4 separate regions of the Mus musculus genome follow, and regions 2, 3 and 4 are each linked to region 1. Evidence: chromatin contacts called from public Hi-C, HiChIP or PLAC-seq and promoter capture Hi-C data. All regions are on one chromosome and are shown on one strand. The core of a region is the stretch at or near the end of the contact, and the rest is flanking DNA. Distances in the headings are between cores, read along the strand shown.

The links. Promoter capture Hi-C pulls out the DNA fragments that hold promoters and counts their contacts. A called contact is a pair of places that touch in the nucleus more often than the background predicts. HiChIP or PLAC-seq counts read pairs in DNA pulled down with a chosen protein or histone mark.
Region 2: a contact with region 1 is called in a promoter capture Hi-C map of embryonic stem cells, with 2.8 times the contacts expected there. The contact joins two enhancer-like sites. A contact is called at or near these places in 2 of 39 promoter capture datasets (embryonic stem cells and liver).
Region 3: a FOXA1 HiChIP or PLAC-seq map of pancreatic cancer cells shows a contact between it and region 1. The contact joins two enhancer-like sites. A contact is called at or near these places in 1 of 39 promoter capture datasets (3T3-L1-derived adipocytes) and 1 of 115 datasets of contacts at active chromatin or transcription factors (pancreatic cancer cells).
Region 4: a contact with region 1 is called in a Hi-C map of embryonic stem cells, with 2.8 times the contacts expected there. The contact joins the promoter of Dennd2a here to the enhancer-like site in region 1. A contact is called at or near these places in 4 of 39 promoter capture datasets (cranial neural crest, embryonic stem cells, hippocampal neurons and 1 more), 3 of 484 Hi-C or Micro-C datasets (all in embryonic stem cells) and 3 of 115 datasets of contacts at active chromatin or transcription factors (bone marrow-derived macrophages, embryonic stem cells and pancreatic cancer cells).

The regions. Positions count from the first base shown.
Region 1 is chr6:39,266,212-39,271,101 of GRCm38.p6, forward strand. It overlaps Gm26008 (a long non-coding RNA gene), which reads right to left. Exons shown (of 6, transcript XR_001785221.2): 4 at 4,333-4,488; 5 at 122-298. Among named protein-coding and RNA genes, the nearest start is that of Gm34147, 3.0 kb to the left of the region's middle. Within about 2 kb of position 2,985, at least 39 of the 459 cell types and tissues checked have an H3K27ac peak or open chromatin away from gene starts, as enhancers often do. A contact at or near this core is called in embryonic stem cells and pancreatic cancer cells, where this site is marked.
Region 2 is chr6:39,756,309-39,761,198 of GRCm38.p6, forward strand. No RefSeq gene overlaps it. Among named protein-coding and RNA genes, the nearest start is that of Braf, 33 kb to the left of the region's middle. Within about 2 kb of position 2,968, at least 24 of the 459 cell types and tissues checked have an H3K27ac peak or open chromatin away from gene starts, as enhancers often do. A contact at or near this core is called in embryonic stem cells, where this site is marked.
Region 3 is chr6:38,821,687-38,826,576 of GRCm38.p6, forward strand. The region is part of intron 1 of Hipk2 (homeodomain interacting protein kinase 2); the gene reads right to left. Among named protein-coding and RNA genes, the nearest start is that of Hipk2, 52 kb to the right of the region's middle. Within about 2 kb of position 2,440, at least 37 of the 459 cell types and tissues checked have an H3K27ac peak or open chromatin away from gene starts, as enhancers often do. A contact at or near this core is called in pancreatic cancer cells, where this site is marked.
Region 4 is chr6:39,555,617-39,560,506 of GRCm38.p6, forward strand. Dennd2a (DENN/MADD domain containing 2A) reads right to left here and starts at 2,218. Exons shown (of 19, transcript NM_172477.4): 1 at 1,959-2,218.

The DNA of each region.
Region 1 (4,890 bases), core at 1,735-4,234:
AGTCCTGCTATTCCTAAGCTAGTGAGTGGGACAGAGGGAGAGAGGGGGAGAGAGGGAGGAAGGGAGGGAGGGACAGAGACAGAGACAGAGACAGAGACAGAAACAGAGAGAGCATGCACACCTCTGCTCCAAACATCATTTAGGGACGTAGGGGTCAACCAGTTCAGGAGAAATGAGCACAGAGATACAGCAGTCCTTGCTAAAGACACCAGGAAGGTAAGTGTAGGACCTGGCTTTGCACTTCCTGTGTCTTGACTTCCTGTGGCTGGAGACTACTTGCAGCATGTGGAGTTGATGCCTAGGTTTTGAGACAGGAAAGACAAGAAAAATTAATTCCTCACTCGATAGTACGGCTGAAGCTTCTAACTAGTTGAGAATCAAGAGTTCCAGCTATCAAGTTTGGTGGCACATCCCAGCACCCTGGAGGCAGAAGCAGGTGGTTGTCTGTGGGTTCAAGGCTAGCCTGGTCTACAAAGAGAGTTCTAGGACAGACAAGTCTACACAGAAAAATCCTGTCTCAAACAAAACAAAACAAAACAAAAACAAAAACAAAAACAAAAAAACAAAACAAAACAAAAAACCTTCCTGGTTATCAACATTTGTTATATTGTTACCACCAGAGGAAGTATTTCTTTTATATAGAAATACTTTCAGATATGAATGTTAAAATAACAACAAACCTGGCTTAAGGCCTGCATCTGTATGACCTCAGGTAGGACCTTACTCCTCTCCTAGATTTTTTCCCAGAATTCCACATACAAAACATTGTATTATATTATATTATATTACATTATATTACATTACATTATATTATGCTGGCAAAAGGGCTCAGTGGGTAAAGGTGCCAACCCAAGTTCTATCACCTGGACTGACATGGTAGAAATATAGAATTAACTCCTTTAATTGACCTCTGACCTCCTCATGCATGTGCAGATATAGATAGATAGATAGATAGATAGACACACACACACATATATACACAGCCAATTTAAAAACATTATTAACTAATTCACAGTGAGGCATCCTATTGCTTCCCTGTGTCAAGTACAATCCTGTCTGGCATACCTTTGTCCATCCTGAGATTTCATTTACATTTCTTAGCAAACTTTGTAAATAACAACTTTCGAAACAACCAGAATCCTACATGTAAGTATTGTTAAGCCAGCTGGACTCGACCCTTTGTCCTAAGCACCTCTCTATTAACCTCTGCTCTTAAGTATGTTTAAATAATGTTTTATAAAGAGTCTGGGGAAATGGCTCACATACTCCACCTGCAGCCAGGAGTCCAACATCCCCCGTGTCAAGCAACTCCCAACTGCCTGGAACTCCACCTCCAGAGTCTATCTGCTGCCACTACCTCCAGAACTAGTTCCAGGACAGCCAGGGCTCAGAAAAACATATCTATATCTTATCTATCTCTATCTATTTACCTATCTATCTATCTATCTATCTATCTGTGCTATTTAATAAACTCTGTAAGGAATGGCAGCAAGCACCTTTATTCCTAGCATGCAGGAAGCAGAAACAGGTCATTTCTGTGAGTCCCAGACCAGCCAGGGACACACAGTGAGACCCTGTCTCAACAGCTAAACAAACTAAATCCGAGCTGTGATGCTGCGGCTATAGCTCAGGTGGTAGAGTGCTAACCTAGAAAGTGCAACGTCCTGGGTCTGAACTCTACACCCCATAAAAGCAGGCATGATGGTATATGCTTGTCATCCTAGCACTTGAGAGGGAGAGCCAGGAGGATCAGAAAGTCAAGGTTAAACTCTGATACATAGCAAGGTTGAGGACAGCCTGGGCTACATGACGCCAGGTTTCAAATGAAATAAACTCTATCTCTGCTTCATGCTGGCCTTGTCCAAAATTCTTTCCTGCTGTGATGATTATAATTGGGTTTGAGGTCCCTGTAAGGGAGGGGAGCTCTATAAAGGGGAGAAAATGGCTGCCACAGTTGATAGCTAAAGTGAAGCTAAATCTTCAATCCCATACCACCACTGACAGGAATGGAGTAAACACAAGCAGGAAGCCAGTGTGGGGTCAGGAATGACTATCATCACCATCATCATCATCATTTTGTTTTTTGAGACAGGGTCTCACTTTGTAGACCAGGCTGCCCTCAAATTCACAGAGATCTACCCGCCTCTGCTTCCTGAGTGCTGGGTGTGCGACACTGCACCCAGCTTTCCTTTTTGCTTTGGGACAGTCTTTTGTATCCCCACACTCACTGGACAGCTGTGGATGGCATTGAATGCCTGTTCATTATGCTACCACACTTGAAGATAAACATTTTAAAATGGAAGCACTATCCCTGTACGGATGACAGTACTTAAACCCAAAGCCCCCACAGGTGTAAGGTCTCCTTGCTGAGCCTGCAGGCTTAGCTCCTTCTGGCTCTGTGCTCCATGCAGCTTCAAGGATCCCAACCTCCACTGTCTGGCTGTTTGTTTTCCTTAGGCATAATAACTGGTGAGTTCTTTTCTGTATCCATTTTTAATTATCTCGTCTATGAAACTGAGAACCTGCAAAGGGAACCCAGTGTTTCCTGGTGACACAGCAGACTTGGTCCATAGTTGTTTCCACACACTTTAAACATGTGGTGTTCACTGGCTCAAAGGAGGGTGGCTACAAATGACCTCAATCCACATAAGGAGGAAGGGAAGAGAGGGCCACTGGCCTATCCCTGGAAGAGGAATCAGGTGACCGTGGAGAGGTAAGGACTAAGAAGCCCAGCTAGCTTCAGGCTCCAGGGAGTCCAGGCCCAGGTTGGAAACACTTATCAGCTGCCATCCCTGTCCCTACCCCGCCCCCCCCCCACCTCCTCTGTGCCCCCATGATCCCCTAGGCCAGGACCTGGGCTGCAGAGACATCTGCTTCTATTTGTTTTTCCTTTTCCCTTTCCCTTGATGTCACCCACCTCACCCCACCCTGTGACTCCCGGGAGAGAGCTCACCTCACCTCGGGAGGGACTCGTTTAGTCACTTCTTTCTAAGCCAGGGAGAGAGAAGGAAGGGGGAGGGGAGGAAAGACCAGAGACTTGTGGTACTGGCATTAAGACTAAACACAGCCTGAAGCTGACACCCTGAGGTCAAAGTGGAGAAAGAAAAAAAAAAAAAAAAGACGGGTGAAAGGCTGTGCTAAGAAAAGCTAAGAAAAGCACCAGGGAACAGACTGTGGGGTGAACCTGAGCTGAGGAGAAACTCGATGACTCTTACCTTTGGGTCACACCTAGGCTAATAACCACGACTGGAAATTCCTGTTGGGAAGAGGCAGCTTTTTCTTATTGAGATAATAAGCCCTCGGTGTTGAACCTGGAACACTTTCAGACCAGTGGAGGCTCCCGCAAACTCATGGGGAACCTTTGTGTAAATCAGAAAGGGGAGGTCTTTTCTCCAGGCGGTCACGACCTCCAGCTTGGCCCGGTGTCTCTGCTTTCCCAGCTGACTACCTGGGCAAAGGTACATCTGACACTCGCCCTCACCTTCACCCTCGCCCTTACCCTCACCCTACCTTGCCACCTCCCCTACCCCTGCTAAGTTGTTGCTGGCCCACCCTGCTGAAGTTGACATCCAAATAAATCCAGGACTACCACTCAATTCCCTTGTCCCAGGAGAGGCTTCCGGTTGATGTGGAAGAAGTCTTTCTTGCCACATCCCTGGCCTGACCAAGGATGGTTATTAGCAATTTAGTACTGATTGGGCCCTGTCCACATCAGTCAAGAAGAGGGAGGGACTTACGAGCCTCCACCCTCCCTGAAGATCTATACGCAGTTATGGGATGCTGGCAGGAAGAGACATTTTCTTTAGTATTGTAGCCATTGATAAGGCGCTCCAAATCCCACAAACAATTGGGACACACACACACACACACACACACACACACACACACACACGCAGGCACGCACGCGCGACAGGGAAATAGGATAAGAACTGGTTAAGGAAAGGAATCAGCAGGAGAGGGAGAAGAGTGAACAAGAAGTAAGGGGGTGCCAAAGACCACGGAAACACAGTATGCACGTGCATGAAAATGCCGTAAGGAAACCCATGGTCATGTATCACTAGTACATGCTAATAAAAATATTAAAATTGGAAATCACGGCTATGTAGCCCCTGGTGACATAAACGACTTGGGCAAAGATTATGGAAGGTTACTAGAGAGCAAAATATGTTGGCTAAAGAAGCACTTCCAGACAATGCAGAAATTACCAAAGGAATAAATTCCCTTTCCAACAGAGAGAGCTGGCGGGCCACACCCACCCAAGTGATCAAACTGAGTGTCCCTGTTAGTACAATGGTTATGCACCTCCTGGTGTGATTAATCTAAAATAAATACCTCTACCACCTATGAGTTATTCTGTCAAAAGTGATTAACTTCACTTCAGTTTCCAGCTTCCAAGTCAGATGATTCACAACTGCCTATGGCTCCAGCTCCAGGGATCCAGCGTCCTCTTCTGGCCTCTGAAGGTACCTGCACACATGACCACATAAACTGACACAAAGAAACATTTAAAATTTTTGTTGGCCTCTACACATACAGGTAGGTACTCATGTGGCCTCCCCCATTAGTCACACACACACACACACACACACACACACACACACACACACACACACACACCATTCTTTACCATTAATATCTAAAGGGCCAACTCACAGTGTGTAATATACAATCAAAAAAGTCAACTTGTAATAAAGACACTCCCTAGCCAAGTGTGGTGGGTCACATCTGCAATCCCAGCACTCAGAAAGCTGAGGCAGAACCATTGCTGAATTCCAGGCCACGCTGGGCTAACTGTCTTTAAAAACAAAAAACAAAAACAGAAACACAAGACTTTCACTTTAATCAAACATTAACCCCTACATCGTGCACCTCTAAGAGAGGGTCTCACAG
Region 2 (4,890 bases), core at 1,718-4,217, 490 kb after region 1:
AACATGAACAGATTTCTAGTAATTTCAGATACTTTCTGTTATCTTATTGACATGTGTTGATATAAAACATAACCTTAACAAGTGTTGGTAGGGCTGGAGAGGTGATTAAATGGATAAAGTACCTGCCACATAAACCTGAGAACTTGAGTTTGGATCCTGAGCACCCGTGTAAAGGTGGGGCACGGCAGTACACTAATTGGTGAGCTCTGTGTCCAAGAAAGGCACCCTGTCTCAAAAAATAAGGGGACTTTTCAAAAGTCTATAGTGTCAGTTATCCCTCCCTATCCTGCCTCCTCTTCCTGCCCTACCATGCCCGCCCTGCTTACCCCTTCATGTTACAATATTCCCCTGTCCCTCTTCATACCACCTGTGTCCTAGATCATCAACAGGCTTCCACTATGGCCCCTGAGTAGTTTCCTGACTTCTTACGGGCACTTTATAATTTTGAACACACATATCCAAAATTAAAAATCTAGCTTCTGGCCTGGTGAGATGGCTCAGTGAGTAAGAGCACCCGACTGCTCTTCCGAAGGTCCAGAGTTCAAATCCTAGCAACCACATGGTAGCTCACAACCATCCGTAACAAGACCTGACTCCCTCTTCTGGTGTGCCTGAAGACAGCTACAGTGTACTTACATATAGTAATAAATAAATCTTTAAAAAAAAAATCTAGCATCCATATATGAGAGAAAACATGTGGCATTTATCTTTCTGGGCCTGAGTTACCTCATTTAGAGCAACTATTTCCAGTTCCATCCACTTAACCTCAAACTTCATTTTTCCTAACCGCTAATGTTCTGTTGTGTGAACATATCACATTTCCATTATTGATCCATCAGCTGGTGGACATCTAGACTATTTCCACTTCCTGGCTACTGTGAACAGAACAGCAACGAACATGGGTGAGCAGGTATTTCTATGGTAGGTTATGAGTCATTTGGTGTATTGTTGCTAACATTTCTTCCCAGGGGTTAGATGTAAAGAGTGTCCCTTCCTAAGGTCTCAATCACAAACCAAAGTTCACTCTGGGGAACTAATGATTTTATTGGGCTTCCTTAAATAATAGGTTACTTATGGGGTGTGAGCTCTCCTCCCCCAGTTGACTACACTCAAAAAACCTTACTCAGCAGGGACAAGGCTTCATTGTTGCTGTATAGATGGAGCCTCTCTAGTCTTCCCTGGCCTGTATATACCCTGGCCCCATCCCCAAGCCTCATGCAGAGTTGCGAGGTGGTATAGAGCAGCTGGGTACTTGGGGGGGGGGGAATCTCATGCTCAAAATGACTCTGCCCCTTTGCGTGGGGCTGTAAACCATCAACAAGCCCAGATAGGACAATCTTTTGTGAGGGAGTACCCCTGAATGCTCCAAAATGGCAGTCATTCACAACAGGTGTATGTCCAAGAGTGTATAACTGGATAATGTGGTAGATCTCTTTCTAGCTTTATTGTTCTCTTTTTAGTTAAGGTCTCTCAGGTAAGGTCCTCTGGCCTAGGACTGACCTTGAACTCATAGAGATCCCCTTGCCTCTGCCTACAAAGGTGCAGAGATTAAAGGTATGTGTCATGGTACCAAGCAAATTTCTAATTTTTGTTGTTTTGTGAATGAATAAATAAATAAGAAAGAAAAGAAAGGCTATTGATGTGTTTATAAAAAAGATAAAGAGAGAAAAAAATATGTTCTATGGATGTGTGGTGAGGTATGGGGGAAGGCATCCTTTCCCACTGAGGGACCAGCCACAGGATGGTATAGTATAGAATAGAGTTTATTCAGGGCATGGGGAAAGGAATTAAGAGGATAGTAGAGGCAGAGAAAGGGAGAGAGAGGGGAGGAGGGGAGGGGAGGAGAGAGAGAGAGGAGGGGAGGGGAGGGGAGGAGAGAAGAGAAGAGAAAGAGAGGAGAGGAGAGAGAGAGGAGGGGAGGGGAGGAGAGGAGAGGAGAGAAGAGAAGAGAAGGAGAGGAGAGAGAGGGGAAGGGAGGGGAGGGGAGGGGAGGGGAGAAGAGAAGAGAAGAGAAGAGAAGGAGAGGAGAGAGAGGAGAAGAGAAGAGGAGAGGAGAGAGAGGAGAGAGAGGAGAGGAGAGGAGAGGAGAGGAGAGGAGAGGAGGGGAGGGGAGGGGAGGGGAGGGGAAGGGAAGGGAAGGGAAGAAGAGAAGAAGAGGCTGGTCGTGGCTATGAGCACGTGGAGAGAGGGAGGAAGGGAATGGGAAGGGAAGAGGAAGAGCAAGAGAGCAAAAGAGAGCAAGAAAACAAGAGAGGGAGGAGGGGGCAAGCAGCCCCTCTCATGATGGTTTAGGCCTGGTAACTATGGGGAGGAACATACCTGGCTGTTGCCAGGTAACTGTGGGTTGGAGCTTAGACAGACCTCTAACAAGGTCTGTTAACAGCCATGACTGCTCCTAGGTATGGAGAGAGAGCATAGCTGGAGGTGGGGAGCTCTGAGAGAGTCCAGAGTGGACCTGACCAGACTGAGCTGTGCTTTGTTGGGAGAGGGGAGCGAGGGGGACCAGGTACAGCAGCAGCCAGGAGGCCCAAAGGTACAAAAAATAGTGGGTAACCGAAATAGTTGGACTACATAGGGAGGAACAGCTCAGCACCTAGGGCCGCAATTTGGGGTGGGGGCGGGGTACATCAGCCTGGAGGGCCTTGTAACAGGGAGGGACTAAGAGATGTCAGGAGAACCTGGCAGCCAGGGCTCAGTTTGATGTGTTAAATAGGCACCTCAGCCATTTGTCCTAAGTTTAAAACCTAACACCCCAGCCTTTTGTTGATAATAAATAGATAAGGAGTGATTTGTAATCTCCTCTAGGACTACTTCCTGTTGACATTGGGGCGTCCTTGTTTGGGGGACCAATGGAAGCTGGAATGCTGACCAATTCCAGGAAGAGCCGGCTGTTTCACTCACTGGCCAGGCTCTGCTGTCCCACCCGGGGCTAGGGAGTGCAGGCTACTTGGGAGCCGCCTGAGAGGCTGGATCACCTGGGGCGAGTGGCTCCGAAGCTTTCGGAGATACAGATTGTGAGGGAACATCTGGAGTTTGTGCTGGGGCAGCCAGCAGTTGATTTGAAATCTGCTGGGACAAATTGGGTAGTTTTGGAGAGAAAGTAAAATTTAGGGGTTTCGATTTTTTTTTTTTTAATCTTGAGTGTACATTTGAAAACTGGTAGTTGGGGGAGGAGAGTCCCAAGACCTGGAGAGAGTCCCACCCTAAGGAATGGTTAGTAGACAGAAAAACTTAGGCTGTCAGGATTACTTAAATCTGTTTGACCTATGAGACATGGATCCAAAATGATTCCCTGAAGCTACAAGAGTTTGTTTTGTTTTGGTTTGGTTTTTTGTTTTCTTCATTTTTCAAAAAGAGGCAAAGTTTTAGATATGTTAGCATTGCCACTGTTTGCAATCTGGACTGAAATTCACATTGTTCAAAAGGCAGTAAGGAGACTCATACTTTTGACTCGTAGCTTGGGACCCCACAATGATTTTAGGTTCAAAGCGTGAACACTCTTTCTTCTGTCCAGAAGGCTGGGTGTGGACAGGTCAGACACATGTTTTTAGCACAATGTGAAACATTTTTTTAAAAAAGACAACTAAAGGAAAATTTAAAAGTTAAGCTTGTGCTTAATAGCATTAGCATCAGCAGTGCTTTACCAGAGCCCGACTAATAGCTTATCAGACGCTGTTGATTAACGTCAAGGCTTTGACCTTTTTAAGCTTCAATATGGAGCGGGAAAGAGATCTGAAGCATTTTCTATACCTTAAATCACGTCCTTAGGCCTTTGTAATTCTCACAAACACTTCTTTAAAAGTGGCTGATAATTGAGCGGTCACTATAATAAAGCAGGCTCCTTTAAATAAAAGAATAGTAGAAAAGTTACCTTGAAACCTATTTTATGAATTTAGTCCTGTTTTAGAGTCTAGGGTCTAGAGCGAAGTAAACTGTTTAGTCTTTCTCAGCTGGACACCTAGAAGGTCCCAAGTGAGTAAGGGCTGAGACAGAGGAGCTCAGAGGTGAGAAGGCAGCTGCAGCCTTGGGGGAAGGAGCTGGTAAAGCTTACTGCTGTTAAAGGTACAGTCAGTCCATGTGCTCAGAGATCTGAGACCGATAAATTGCAGCTGGAAGGATAATCCAAATGACTATGCATCATTTAAATGACAGAGACTTCCCCATTCCCTAAGGTGAGTCTCCTAGGCTCTTGGTGGCCTTCCTAGTTTTACTGGGGACAGTAGTCACAGGTCTTCTGCTGTCATAGAGCATAACAGCTCAGTTTCAGCTGTCAAAACGGAGCAGCATGGGCCTTTGGCTGTCAGACCCAGGTCTGAGATTTTTCCTGTAGAGGAACTTGGGAAAACTGATCTTACTTTGACCAGGCAAAGTAGAGCAATCAACCGCAAAGTGTCCACAGTTTGTGTAGAGCCCTGGCAGGGGGTGAAGCATGGGGTGATTTTACCCAGTGATACGTGTAACCACAATTAGGGGGAGTTGCTACACCCTACCTTTCAGGTTCCCACTCAAAAGAGGCATATCTATTATGGGAAGCTTAACCATTTTAAACACCATACTCAGCAGGTCCCTGAAGAGTCTGAGGACCATCTATCTATTAAGTAGACCTGATTTCAGGCTTAACCTTGAAAATACATACAGGAGGTTAAATAAAGCTTGGCGCTAAACCAACAGTATACAAGTTAGTAGCTTAGCAAGGCAAGCAAAGACAAAGGAGCTAGACAAATAGTACTGTGAACCTGAGTAGACTGAAAGAACCTAGTGGGGAAACCCCCACTCAATTCTCGATTCGGCGTGCACCCAAGAATCACAAACAGACGACCATCTTGATGTAAAAGCATGAGGTAGTTTAATGACGGAGCTCCGGGCCGACACATATCTCCCGCAGGAGAC
Region 3 (4,890 bases), core at 1,190-3,689, 450 kb before region 1:
TATTCAAATATCATAGACCTGTGTTCTTAAGGTAAATAACTTCCTAATTGCCTAATCCAATGGCTCTTTCAGCCCCTATTCTCCTTAACCTCTCTGCAACATCTGATACCGCTGACCACCACTTCCTTCTTGACGTTCTTATCTGCTCTAATGTGAATCTGTAACTGCCTTCCTCCTCCCAATGGCTAATTACACAGGGGTTAAGGCAGCTCCTCTTCCTCCTTTAAAATGCTGGCACTCCTAGTATTCTGTTTCCTCTGGAAGGCATCATTCATTTAGACAGTTTAAACAGTTATCTCTATGCAGGCAACTCCCACATGCTTATCATGAGCCAAGTTCCCACTTGAATATTCCAGTAATATTATTTCTGTCTCCTACTACATTAAAATGATCTTCCAAAGCTGAACTCCTTGTCTTTCCCCTAAAACATAGCCATTTATGCTTCATTTTAACATTTCCATTCTATTAATAAAGTATTTATCTAGTTGCTTGGTTCCCAAACTGTGGACTTACCTTGATGAGTCTTCATTATCACAGCAAATAAAAGACAGTCTTGATTGATTTCGCCTTCTTTTAAAATGTCCTTTTTTAAATTAAAAGTATTTAAATAGCTATATAAGGCAACATGTCTCATTTTCAACTTTTTAATTTCTGTTCATTTTGCCACTCCCATAGCTGAAATCCTCATTACTTTTCAAAAGCAACCCTAAAGTAAATATAGGATCCTGGTCACTGGAATGAGCGCTAATGTGCCTGTATCTGGCCCGCAGATTTGTCTTACTACATAAACTTCTAAGCATTGTTCCTCTGTCCAAAAGCTTCTGGTGGCTCCTTGGTGCCCAGGAGATAAAGCTGAAGTGTTAACACACATCCTGATTCCCATTCAACCATTTAGCTTCATCTTCGACCACTGATCCTCCAGAAATCTCAACTCTAGACCGGCCTCACCCCTTTTTCTAGAATAGCATACCTCCTGCACTTGCTTCATTCACTCCCCAGTACTTTTTACCTTCTGCCATGAAGTCATTGCTTCTCTCAACTAAAGACCACGCAGTTTAGAGGCCCAATTTAACCCAAATAAAGACTTTTTTAAGACGCAAGGGAGAAGACCAGATATGGTGTACATGACTAAACTTTCAGTGATTGAAAGGCTAAGAGAGAGGATTTAAGAACTGGAGACTATTCTGGACCACCCATTAAGACCCTGACTCAACCCGGGCGTGGTAGCGCACGCCTTTTATCCCAGCACTTGGGAGGCAGAGGCAGGCGGATCTCTGAGTTTGAGGCCAGCCTGGTCTACAGAGTGAGTTCCAGGACAGCCAAGGCTACACAGAGAAACCCTGTCTCGAAAAAAACAAAAAAGGAAGAAGAGGAGGAGAAGAAGGAGCAGGGGGAGGAGGAGGAGGAGGAGGAGGAAGAAAAAAGACCCTGACTCAAAACAAATACTCTAGAATGAAAAACAATACCAAGGCAGAGGCTGTTCGGCTCCTGCGCTGGCTGGACAGTCATGCTCTGCCTGTGCTATGGCAGCATGTGCTCTGACGTCCTGGAGGCAGGTCTGGTCTTAGCCTAAACTCTCCTCTGAATCTGCCTTTACGGTGAGACTTCCCTTCTGGTTTGAAAGCTGACTCCAAGGTTCACCTGGGTACTATGACTAATATGCCTGTGTATGTCTGTATGTCTGTATGTCTGTATGTCTGTGTATGTTCACCTGGGCACTATGACTAATATGCCTGTGTATGTCTGACATGATTACTGTTTGACATGGTTATTTTGGTTTGTTATGCAACCATACTTTTCACCTACTTTTATGTCAATATTTTCCTAATACCATAGCACAAAAAGTAGTTATTCTCTACTTACTAATATCACTTAAATATTCATATAGTTACACATGCTATAAGCCAGACAAGTTCAACCTGTGGCCTGCTGGCTTCATGTGTTCCAGTACACTAATGAATTTGCTCCAACACATTTGCAAATGGCATTTTGTTACAATGTCAAAAGGTCTGATACCCTTGAAGTAATACAGAAGAGAGCAATCCTTGGCTTTAAGCTACCTATGAACAGAAGAGACTAAGCAAAATTAACATCTATCTACTTCAGCTCTGTCCTTTGACTGTCTCCTGCTTCTCACTCAAGTTACTAAGGAAAGGGAGAGTAGGAGGGGAAAAGAAGAAATAAGCTGATTACACACAGAGCTTCAGAGGCACTGGTCCCTGTCCTCAGTGTTTTAGAAGTTCTTGGTAGAGAGGCCACATTGCAGAGTGGAATTTTACAAAGGGGAAGAGGGTAGCTTATGACTTATTTGTTATTGGGATGATAGCCAAGGGTCATAAACTGTTGAAATAATCACTGGCTGCCTTGGGTGACAGATGCCCAGGATCAGCAAGGAGACCTGCATGGCTGGAACCTCTCTATACCCATCATTGTGGCCAGCAGCTGCCTCAGACTCTGGCTGGGGCTGCTGTGGTCACTGCTGAGGTCAACAGCCACTATTCCAAGAACTAGAACTAACATTTCCAACAACCTTTTTACCTTTGTTCTATGGCATGGTCCATCTTCCTGTGGATGTGGGAAGGAGAATGCTCAAACAAAATATAGCTAAAGAAAGTCACTAAGGATGATTTTTTTAAGCCCTAAAATCTTTATAAGGAACAAAACACTGGCAGTTTGTAGCTTCATTTTAAAATAATCTCACATCCATAATCAAACTTATGTCTAAACATCTCTCCTTGGAAGTCTTTTCTGGAACAACCCTTCCTGGTTAGTTTAGCTCTCTTTGTTAAGCCCACAACCCCTGCCATTCCATTTGTTCAGATCCCTAAGGCAAGGGACAGGGAAGAGGTGGGGGAGACCTGTATGTTTTCCACTCTAAAGGAAAAGCTAAATGTTTCCTCTCATTTCTTTATGGTTTGACCCCTGTACTCTTCAAGGACTACTGACCTCCTATACACACAAATAATAATAGTAATAACTTCCCCTCAGAAATGGCAGGCGCTGACTGGACATCTTCAGTTTGATCCTATATAAAATTTCAATCTCCGTGTCTCCTCTTGGGCTCTTAGAAGAAAACGTGGCTCTGACCCCTACTAGCAAGGATAGGTTTAACTCCCTGAAGGGCAGTATGGAGGACCCAGGGAATAACACAATAAATCTGCAATAATTACACCTGCTCCTTAGAGGTATAGCCCATCCAGACCTTTCTATAAAAGCCTCGGTGGCCTCTCAAGATAAAACCCTACATAATGGCTGTATATCCAGTGATTGCTGATACATAGGGTGAAGTGTCTACAAAGGAGTATTCTCACTACCATGCCTCTGGCTCTTAAGCAGGCCAAAGGCATGAGCATTGAACACATCTTTCCATATTTCTGGGCTTATGGACAAACTACCAATAAAAGAGATATACTTACAAACTCACTAGAAATGTAGCTAACTTACATCTCAACTGTATGCAATAAATTCCTCACTTCATGACAAATAAAAAGTAGTGCCTATAAACCTGATTAAAAACAGTCACACAGAATGACAGTGAACATTTTAAGTCATTCCTTATCACTACAACAAAGACAAAACTGTCTTATGTACCAAACAAACCCAGGTCCCAAAGGTTTCAAGTGCCTTTTGGTAACCTGCATGTTTAAACAATGAAGATGAACTGCTCTTTAGGTTCCCCGCAAATGCCCACTTCACATTAAAACGTATCTACAATAAACCCGGGTTTCAAAGCATCTGCCTTGTAGTCTTTTCATGGGTGCCATGGATGCCCACAAACTTCCATCACACTCGACTCCAGCCTCTGTATAAAATCATGGACCATTCTTCAGATTGTAAATTAGCAAGCACCAGTGCACATGTGGCTCTGGGAGAAGTGTCTTTGGGAGTCTGATTATCGTGGTATGCTCATCCCATTAACACATGCCCCACACAATCTCCTCACACAGGGATGAGTTGAAAGCTGTGACATCAGGTCATGGTGTGGGCTCCTGGAATAGGGGCAAAATCAGACCCTGATTTGAAGCTCAAGCCTGGACAACTCTGTGGCTCGTTGTCTTTCTTAGTCTTGAAGGTTTAATGAGAAACCCTTTCAGAGTTGTAGGCAACTTTTTCTGCCTCTTTGAGTCAGGGTCTTGCTATATAGCTAAGCTAGCTTCAAGTAGGACCATCTGGCCTTCAACACTTCAACTCAGTGTTGGGATTACAAGTGTTGGTTGTCATACTCACCTAAAAAGCTAAAAGTTTTCATGATCTTGAGTTTTTAACCTACTATATTTAAAAATGACATTTGTTAAAAGACTGGCTTACTTAGTGTATTTTTCCTAACATATTTGCTTAGTTTCTTCATAACTTTTTATTTCACAATTGGATGAACTAAAAGTTGCTTCACATGTGAGTACATTTCCTTTCCATTTCACCACCCAAATTATCTACTGGAAGATCAGACTCTGGTGAAACTACAGGGATAAGTGAGGGTTATATATGATTAATTTTTTTCATTGAACTCAGTTTCATTGAACTCAGCAAAGCTCAAGAGAAGGAATTATAAGTAAAAATAGGCATCATTTTTTATCAGTATTTAAGGTTTAATTTAGGCTTGGCAGATATGAAATAGATTGCCACTCAAAATCCAGTTACATAGTTAAAGAGCATAGAGTCCAGATCCCCACGAGAGGTACTAACCTCTTCACTTTCTAAAACCTTCCAGGCATATACTGCCTGAATAATGAGTATCTGATGAAAGTTACAATGTTATTTTGTTTCCCTATAATACATAATAAAAATAATTCATTCCCATACTTAATAGAATATCCTGTCTTCTATATCATATTTTGCACATAAGATATAAGTTATAAATCAATGTTAGAAATATATGTCTATGGCTGAGTG
Region 4 (4,890 bases), core at 968-3,467, 290 kb after region 1:
GAGGCTCTGACTCCATGCTGCAGACACACGGGTTCTCCCCCATGCCTGCCTCTCTGGCCTTTGGGTGACTTTGCTGTCTCCTCTGTCCCAGATAACCTTCCCTGCACTTTCATGGTGGAGTGACTCCCAGGGCATCCACAGGCATCCTCTCTGGATTCTCCTGGTTCTACAGCATACAGCATGAATAGCCAGGCCAGACTGGAATGGTAGCTTCTGGTACCAACATGTCCCCAGTCACCAGCACGCAGACCCATTTATATGAGTGAAGTAAGACCTGGCAGGTGCATCTTCCAGAATGAACATCCAGACACGAAGCTCTCTGCCAGTCCCTTATTACCATCCCTTACAGTCTCTGAGGAATGGCAAGTTGGCTCAGCCTGATGTCCTGAAAGTTCAATCCTGACCACCCACACGATGGGAGGGCAGAACTGACTCCTACAAATTGTCTTCTGATCTACATACATGACTAGTAGCACATACACAATAAATAAAAATGCAATAAAATTATTTTAATTTAAAAAATAGTCTCAGAGCTGGAGACATAGCTTAGTTGGTAGAGAACTTACTGAGCAAGCAGGAAGCCCCAGGTTTGACCCCAGACATCTCATAAAGGTTTGTGCCACACTCCCGTAATTCTAGTGTTTTGGAGGTAGACTCAGGGACTAGAGAGATGGCTCATCAGTTAAGAGCACGAGCTCGGGCTGCTCTTCCAGAGGACCTGGGTTCAATTCCTAGCACTCACATAGCAGCCCACAACTGTGTGTAACTAACTCCAGTCCTAGAGGATAGGCACTAGAGCGGCCGTGGGCACTGCATGAACATGGTGTACAGACATACATTCAGGGAAACTCATAAAGATATAGTACATTTAAAAAAATTAATTCAAAATCAAGTTCAAGGTCTGTCTAAGCTACCTGAGACCCTGCCTCAAACAAACAAGTCCCTGAACTGAGCCTGCCTGCCTACCAGTAATCCTGAATTTAGAGAGTTAAGACAAAAGGGAGGACTTTAAGTTTGAGGCCAGCCTGGGTCACATACTGAGACCCTGTCTCAAATAAATAAACTGTCTGTTTCTGTTTGCCTTCTGCTTCCTCTCTGAATCTCCAACTCTCTCCTCTGTGGTCCATTCCCTAAAGAGCCTATTCAACTCTTCAGGTGTTTGGTACTGAAGGAGAAAGGCTTTTCTATAGTAACCACAGCAGGTGCAAGTGTTTCATAACAAATTACTGTAAAGTGCCTATTATAACACTATTACCACACTCCACAATTACCTGTCTTTTGGGGAGCTATAGTCACAACCCTGAAAGCCATCAGAGCACCCGGCCAGAAGTCAGCCTGCTCCTTCCTCAGCAGGCTGGTTAAATTAGGGTCCCAGCTCTCTCCTTGTTCCAATCCAGGGCCAAAGGAAGGCACTCCTTAGCTTCCTGTGTCTGCCCCTCACTACAGGATTCCGGGCGCTGAGCTCCCTCTGGCTCAGTGGTCTGACTCCATATCACAGTGACTCTCCTGCACAGGACTATATCCTGTGTGGTTAAGAGACTTACCCTGGGCTCCATCTACTCCCAACTCCATCCTTGGGGAGGAAAGTGGGAGAAGTAAACTTCAACGTACCCCACTTTCCACCACGACAAATCCCGACTAGAGCCGCCTGGACTCCCCCACCCCAGCGTACACACTCGGTCTCACACGCGCGTACTCACTCACAGCCGCCCGGGAGCTCCGGCACAGCGCAGGGCCGGGCTCTGCCCAGTTTCTGCAAGTTTCTTCGGCCCTGAAGTTAGCCCGACCCGGGAAAGAGCTGTGGATCGCTTCCTGCGCGGGTCCCCAGGGCCCCGCTGAAGCGTCCCCAGCGCCGCCTGCGAGGAGCCCCGGCTTGCGCCTGCAGTCTCCTCGTCGCCCCCGCGCGTACCCTCCCGGGTCTCCCCCGAGGTCGCCCGCACTCCGGCGCCCAGCCCTACCTCTCTACGGGCGTCGGCTCCGCGGGTTCTGGGGCGCAACTCGCGGTCGCCCGGGGCAGGGGCGGCGGGGGCCTGGGGCGCCATGGCCCGCTGCCCTCCGCGCCTTTGTCCGCGCGGCCTCCCCCGGCCGCCGCGAGCCCCTCGGGTCCCCGCCGCGCGCGCTCCCGTCCGGTCCCCGCCGCCTCCGGCCTCGGAGGCGTGCTGCGTCTCCTCTGGCCTCCCGCGCGCGCGGCCCCTTCCTCTGCCCTGGGCTGCGCCGCGACCGTCTGCAGTGACGCGCGCCCCCTCCTCCCGACCCATCCCGCGGCTCCAGTGAGCTAATCCGCAGCTGGCGGGCGCCCGGCCGGTTGCCACAGCAACCACTCTCCCAGGGCCCGCCGCCGAGGGGAGCCACGGTAAACAGGACCTTCTGCCGCACTCACTCGCCCCCTCGCCTTTCGAGGGGTGGGGGAGACGGTGGCTTAACCTTTTCTGTGCTGAAGATCGCCGAACCGGTTCTCTGCTACCCCGACTGAGGTCCATTCTTGAGATGCGCTTAGCCAGGGGCCGAGAACCAGATTTAGACAGCACCAAAGCCGTAGCCACACTCCCTGCCCTTGCTTTGTTTCTGAGCAGTTAGGGTGGACGCCTCAGGCAGAATTGGGCTCCACATTTGCCCCCAAGCAACTGACAGTCATGAGATAGGCCTTCGAGGCCCAGTTTGCCCATAAGCAACAACTCACAGTCATGAGACAAGCTATTTGGACCCAAGGGTCCATATTTGCCCCTAAGCAACTCAGGAGCCTGGGCCATAAGGATCCAGGGGCCCACCTCCCTACAGAAGGGTACAGAATGGGTCCCAAGCCCTGGTCAGGAAAAGTGATCAGAGAACTGGCTTTCTACAGCACACCGGTCCCACGGTCCCACGGTTCCACGGTCCCACGGTCCCACGTACACAGGGTGCAGTCAAAGCACTCACACAGGAGGTTTTTAAGACAGTAGGATTGCCAAATTGGGGGGCTGGTGAGATGGCTCAGTGGGTAAGAGCACCCGACTGCTCTTCCAAAGGTCCAGAGTTCAAATCCCAGCAACCACATGGTGGCTCACAACCATCCGTAATGAGATCTGACTCCCTCTTCTGGAGTGTCTGAAGACAGCTACAGTGTACTTACATATAATAAATAAATAAATCTTAAAAAAAAAAAAAAAAAAAGGATTGCCAAATTGGAGTCCACTTGAAAATGCTGTGGGGGCCTTAAGGGAGCCAACACAGGCTGGGGCATTCTCTGGGGCTTTGGTGACCAGCGATAGTGAATCAGTTATAGAAGGTGGAGAAACAGGGCAAGAAAAGACAGCCTGAAAAGAGGGAAGAGTGTGACTGGTGTTGTGGGGGTGTCACATTATGGTATTTGGGGGACCCTTAAGTGGGAGGGAATAAGGATCGATGGGTAGGCCTGGAGGGATTCAAGTGGCCTGGGCAGAATTTGAATATTATGCTAAAGGCAAAGGGGTCCAAGCAGAGAAACACCAGATGCTAAGTGCTCAGGCCTGACAGTGACAATTTATCTGCCCTGAGGGTAGGTGCCAGCCAGTCTCCTTCCTGGCTATTAGAGACCTTCAAGAGTAGCCTAATGGCCTAAAGCTTAGGTTGGGGTGGCCAGTTGGGGGTGGGATAGGTACAGACCCAGAGTCTTACAACTTCACAAAGTGGGTCCTCAGAAGAAAACTAGAGCTTCATATAAAGAGGAAACCAGGCGAGGCATGTCTGTAACCCAACACTCAGGAGACTGAGGCAGGAGATCTCTAGTCTGTGTGCAGGGGGTGAGGTATGGTAATGAGAGTGGACTTCAGACACCAGGGAACTGGGACTTAAAGTTCCAGGCGAAACAAAGTTGCATGTCCTTCATAGTTGAGGGGTTTGCTCATTGCAGGAGATCGTTGAGGCCTTCCTAAATTCTTCATGCCACACCCGTTTCAATGAAGCACTGTAGACTCTCAGAACAGACATTTGCCAAGTGTAAGCTTTTTTTTTTTTAAAGTGTTAGCATTCAAAGTATTGCTTTGTTTGCATCTTTCTAAGTTCTCCCTTTCTAAATAAAGATCAAAGGCTTGGCTTCTTGGGGGTTAATTAGTCCCAGGGCCACAGGGTACCCCACAGCATCAAACTGGCAAAGTTCAATGGGAACTGGGCCAAGAGCCCAGCTGGCTGCCTCCCCCAGCCCAAAGCACATAAGAGCCTAGGAGCCTTTGAGTGTCTGGCTTTCAGATAGCCAGTCGCATCTTAGGTGGACATGACAAAGCACGGGCTGAGGACTCAGTCCTTTGACAATTCCCAGGCCACAGTTTTATCACATGGAATACTGCACTCTAGCTCTCCTTAGGAAACCACATCTCTGCCTGACCTGTGGGTCAGAGTTTGATGAATGTTACTGGGCCCTTTCCATCCCAGTCTCCTCACTTTCATTGCTCTGTCATCCTATGGCTCTGTCACCATGACCCAGAGCCACTCATTGTCCTCTCCCCATATTCTCTGTGTGGCCTGTGCTGGCTTGTGTGCAGTTTTTTTTTTTTCAGCTGTTGGTACTTTTGGTCCCACCCAAACCCTGGTGAGTCTCACCAGACGCTACCATGCCTCCCCCCTGCCCCCACAGGTGCTCTGTGTTGGGGATACTCCAAAGCACACATCCCTTTCTCTCCCTGTCTGTCCTCAAACTTTCTCCAGTTTGGAAAATGAGAGCTAAGGTAGGCATAAAGTCAGCTTTCTGTGTCTACAGGAATGTGGCTTCACCATCTCCCCAGATACCAAATATGTTTGGATGTTCAAGTTCATTGTAAAAAAAAAAAAAGTTCTGCATTTGTATATATCCTACATGAATTCTTCCACACTCTTAAATTCATCTCTAGATTATTATTAATTACTTCTCTCTACTCCAATAATAAATAATTTATAGTT